2 separate regions of the Anser cygnoides genome follow, and region 1 is linked to region 2. Evidence: chromatin contacts called from public Hi-C data. All regions are on one chromosome and are shown on one strand. Each heading gives the region's core, a stretch centred on a gene start, on an enhancer-like site or on the middle of the called end of the contact. The rest is flanking DNA. Distances are from core to core; before and after follow the strand shown.

Region 1 (2,700 bases), core at 105-2,604, 43 kb before region 2:
AGTCCAATGTAACATCAATTACAAATATAGAAATCCAGCGATCAAGATACTTGTCAAGGAAAAATAGAAGAGTGAAGTGTTAAGCACCACCTCAAGTGGTTGTTACACTGCATATACAACATTATTTACTGCATTAAAAGATATGAAGAGCTTTGACCTACTCTTACACCTGCTCCTTCAGATTCAGTTGCAGGATTGTCTTAACTCTTCCTTGCATGCATGTGGAAGGTCACTGAAATCAGACCCGTGGAGGTATCAGTAAACTGCAATATTTTGCTCTTGCTGAAAGGTCACCCACATTGGCAGTTCCACAGTGGGCAAAACATAACAACTGTCATAGCGTGGCATATTCCTATCGTTTTTATGGTGATCCTAGTAAAAACACTCACAAGGCTTCTCCTGGTCATAGCTGTCATTGACAAGGATTTCCTCTTGCAACATAGTGCTGTTCAGTTAAATGATAATTCTGCTAAGGAACAGTGTCTATATAGCAGTAATACATGTGACTTGATCCTGCAGAAGGTCAGCATTTAAAAAGAAGTAAAAATGTCTCAGATGCTTTTGTGGTGATTTCACAATAGTGAGAAATGAAATTAGATTAGATGAGATTGGATTCGATTAGATTATTTTTTGTTCTGGACCATATGCCAGGGGATTTCTGAGCACTTGAAATCCCATCATGAAGCCATTCTGCCAAATGCAAAAGCTGGAGTAAAATTTCCTAGAGCTTTTATGTTGTTTTCTTCAACTCCCACGTGCAAATTGTGTTGATTCTTCCCCTTTCTCTCGTTCCTCTGAATTGGCTTAAAAGAATGTTTTGGGAAAGTCCTGCTAAACTCTGATCAGGCTCATTGTGATAGGGACTGCCTGTACATTACCTTCACAAAGACCTTGGGCTTCTCTGCTCTGCCATAATCCAACCAACATCACTGAAAACTCAGCAGACTCTTCCTGACTTTATGTCATGGCCAGCTGTTGAAGTGTCCCCATTAATACCAGAGATGCTTCATTAGTTTGCTGTGGGAATCAGATCCAATTAAACGCAGCACTTTCATGTTGCAGTCACCAGCCCACAGCTAGTGGGCTAGCAGAAGAGGTGAGCATTTCAGAGAGCAGCTGAAATGCTGAGCAAGGGGAACTGGATCCTCTCATCCAGCACAGAGCAGGTAAAGCCATGGTTGTCCAAGATGAGGAGGAATGCTTTGAAGCAGCAGTGTAGATCTGGGAGCTGTTTCACAGCAAATATCTTCGCTTCAGTGTTGCTCATTAATCAAGTATTTCCATTCCTAGTGGAACTCACTTCTTGGTTTTTAGCTTACAGATGTTGTTCAGAATGGTTCAGTTCTTCCCTTCCCCTGTACAATTGCTCAACGTGGTCACAATTTTGAGACAAACTACATTAGTCAAGGGCAGAACTTGGACTGCAGTGCCAGAATTTTGCATTTGCAACATTTCTGTAAGCAGATTTCTTTGTTTCAACCCTCAGGTCAGACATCTAGCTGATATATATAGAAATTACTTTCCATGGACCCAACTAAAATGAAGCTGAGTGTCCAGTGAGAGAATTATTGTTTGCAATTGATTGCACTCAGAGTTGCAACACAGGGGAGAGTGATTTTTTTTTTTTTTTTTTTTTTTTTTTTTGCTTTTTTGCTCTTTTTTCCCCTTGTCGTCTTTGGAAATTTCACAACCTTCAGTTAGCCAGACTGAGTCTGAGATGAGGATCTTGCAACACTCTTTTATCAATGCCACTGAAAAACAAATCCATATAGCGTCATAACTTTCATTGATCCACCAGGTTGGATCCAAGCTGATAGCAGCTCTGATGAGATCTCAGGAAAATGAGAGCCAGGCTTGTTGATTCAAACCGGCTGGAATTGCAGCCTGGCAGCCCACTGGTCAGCAAACAGACTGCACCCAACAGAGTTTGTCAGTGCAAACTCTGACATAGCAGTCAGTCAGGTTATCTTCTGGGATAGGGCTTCTCTGGTCCAGGACTTTCTCTTCACAGTCTCACCTCTGTGAGTAACCAAGAGCCCAGTGGTGAGACAACTTGATTGATAAAAGGGACTTGAACTCAGGGAACAATTACCTGCTGTTGTTTCATGGGCAAAGGAACACATTCAAAAGTGCAACATACAACAGCATACTATGACATACATTTAAAATAAACACAAATATATCTCACGCTGAGCCTCATGGAGCCACGAAACTGATTGCTGCAGGACATTATGTAGGCCAAAGGCATGAGTGTGTTCAAACAGAGGATCAGCCCATGGGTGATCTCTGGCATTAACCTGAAGTAACTTGTGGCTTAGAAGGTCCCTAATTTGCTGCTGGCTGTAGCTGGAAGTACAGGCTTTAGCCATACCCATTTCTTCTCTGCCTGCAAATAATCACCACTGACCACTATCAGCAAGAGGAACTAAGGCCCTGATCTCAGGCCGTATGGTGAATTTTAAGTTGCAGTCTAGACTTCAGCCAGTGAATCAGGATTTACTGAAATTCCTGAGCTTCCACATCAGGTGCTGTAGGTATTTACCATGCTACGGCTATGATTTTTCTTTTCAGAACATAGCAGCACATTCCAGATTTTACAGCCACCTGCGTGAATAACACCTAGTTAGTGTGCCTCATGAACAAAGACTGCAGACGGTACTGATTTTCCTTATTGCTTCTCCCAGTCTTGGATTTGCTCCA
Region 2 (2,700 bases), core at 60-2,559:
GCTTCTGGAGTGAAATAGAGCAGCTGTTCAACAGCGCACGGCAACGCGACGGGCTCCAACTTTTAAGAGTTCCCTGGGTTGTTACGAAGTCCTTCCTGCCAGAAACATGTTGTTCTGCTTAAAATCTGTCCGTCTAATCACCAGCTTAAAGGGAAATAGGGAGAGAAGGCATATTCTGTCTCTGAATAACCTTAAAACGTTAAGTCCTGGGAACTTGCTGCAACATGGGGACCCATTTCCCAGCACAGATAACACAGCAGTACGTGGGTTCAGATATGCTGACAGTCATTTCCCATGTATGTTGCTACAGCTCTTTCTAGTTTAGGACTAATCTGTTTACTGTTTTCCCTTGCTCCCTAGAAGATTTAATATCTGTTCAGGCTGACTCGTGCTCCACGGACAGAGCCATAAACTGGCCAGGGAACCAGGGCCAGCGTTTCTAAGAAATCAAAATGGAAATGCATGGGGGGTAATAAAAAAATAATTTAAAAAAAAAAAAAAAAGGAGCCACGAGCCAGGAAACCCGTTTACTCTCAGCCCTGCTGCAAGGTGGCTGCACTGCTCATCGGACACTAGGGGTGGGGGGCTACATTTAGGGGCCTCCCCCGCTTTTTTTTCAGCGCCACTGCTTCTGGAATGCTGTAAAACCCTTCCCAAAGCCCTGTTTTCTCCCTGTTTTCTGCAAAGTGCCCCCACCTTTAGACCCAAACTTCGGCCTCCACGAGCGGCGCGCACCCCGGGCCGGCACCGAACTCCCCAAACAACGCGCGGTGACAGCGGTCGGGGGGGGGGGGGCCACAATCCTCACCCCGGCACTGCCAGATCTCCAACGCTGCGAAGTTGTTATTATTTTCCCCTATTTTATTGATCCTTTTTCTACTTTTTAGGAGGCTTTGGTAGCTCTCCCCCCCATCCCACCCGGCCCCGATGGCCGGGAGCAGCGCACCCCCCCCGCCGCCCCTTGTGCGCTGCCCAGCCCCAGCCTTGCGGCAGCCCCCCCCCGCTGCCACATCCCACCCCCCCGGTGCAAACCCTCACCTGAACTCCTCCGCAAGCCGAGCCGGGGCAAAAAAAAATCACCAAGAAAAATGCGAAAGCAACGACGACAAGGCGAAGGAGCGCGGTGCAAAAATAGAGTAGAAAACGCAAAAAAAGATACAAAAATAAAAATTAAAAAAACAAAGCCGAGACACCCCCCCCCCGGGAGCGTAGTAGCCCCCAGCCCAGCCCACCCCCCCCGGTGACAGATCCGAGCCCCGGGGTGCGGAGCGGCGGGCGCGGCTCCCCCGGGAGGCGGCAGCGCGGGTGCGGAGCGCGGCGCGGGCCGCGTAGTGCTTTATCCCCGCGGGCCGGGCGGCCGGCGGCGGCGGGGGGGCCGGGGAGAGGCTCGCCCCGCTCCGCCGCCACCATTGGCCCCGCGGCGCCGGGGGCCGGCCCCAGCCCGGCCCCGATGGGAGCCCGGCCCCCGCCGTGCCCGCGGCCGCTGGATGCCCGGGGGGGGGGGGGGGGTAGAAAGGGGGGTGCTGGGGCTGGGGGTGTTCCCCATCGCGCTGCCGGGCGTGGGGGGCTGTAGGCTCGCGTGTAGGGGCTCGGCGGGGTGTGTATGTGCACGGATATGCACCTGTATGTGCACCGCGTCCGTATGTATATGCTGGTCATGTATGGACACGGATATATGCACTGGTTACATACATACACACACATACACGCTGGTTATATGTGTACATATATATACACTCCCTACACATATACATACATATACTGCTTACATATATACAGGTATATACATATATACACATATACATACACTTGCACATATATACACATATACATACACTTACACATATATACACATAAACATATACTCACACTTTCATATACTGCTTACATATATACAGGTATATACATATATACACATATACATACACATATATACACATATACATACACTCACACTTTCATATACTGCTTACATACATACAGGTATATATACACTGGTTATATATGTACATATATACACTCATTACATATATATACACACATACATACACTCATTATATATATACATACATACACACTGGTTACATATATCATAGAATCATAGAATCAGAATATCCTGAGTTGGAAGGGACCAACAAGGATCACCAAGTCCAACACAGGACCACCCAAAAATCAGACCATATGTCTGAGAGTGTATATAGATGTATATATACACTGTATACATATATATGTGTATATATATACTTATTATATATATACATATATATACTCGTTACATATATACGCGGATATATACACTCGTTATATATATACATGTATATATACCCTGATTATATATACACACATGTATATACCAGTTATACATATATATATACACACACACACTGGTTAAATACACTAGTATGTATGTATGTATATATGTATAAACAAACTAGTGTATATATATATGTATATACAGGTACATGTGCATTAATTATATATACACAAATTATACATAAATTTACAATTTTAAAGCTTTATATATGCAAATATAGCACTATTCATGCAATGTCGTGGCGATCAGGATCCACATTTAACTCCCGCAGTGGTGAAGCCCAGTGAGGAAGCTGCTGTTTGGACGCACAGGCTGCCAGCTCCTGCAGCAGTGGGTTTCCCTACTACATCAGAGATATTTCAAGTCACATTTTTTTTATTTTTCTG

What was found. Hi-C and Micro-C count contacts between places; a contact is called where the count stands out from the background.
Region 1: a contact with region 2 is called in a Hi-C map of liver, with 3 times the contacts expected there. The contact joins the enhancer-like site here to the promoter of KLF15 in region 2. A contact is called at or near these places in 2 of 7 Hi-C or Micro-C datasets (both in liver).

The regions. Positions count from the first base shown.
Region 1 is chr10:12,945,500-12,948,199 of Taihu_goose_T2T_genome, reverse strand. All of the region lies in intron 2 of LOC136791594 (a long non-coding RNA gene), which reads right to left. Among named protein-coding and RNA genes, the nearest start is that of KLF15, 43 kb to the right of the region's middle. Within about 2 kb of position 1,354, at least 2 of the 3 cell types and tissues checked have open chromatin away from gene starts, as enhancers often do. A contact at or near this core is called in liver, where this site is marked.
Region 2 is chr10:12,902,822-12,905,521 of Taihu_goose_T2T_genome, reverse strand. It overlaps KLF15 (KLF transcription factor 15), which reads right to left and starts at 1,309. Exons shown (of 3, transcript XM_067003006.1): 1 at 1,039-1,309. LOC106045067 (a long non-coding RNA gene) reads right to left here. Exons shown (of 7, transcript XR_007165883.2): 7 at 2,496-2,700.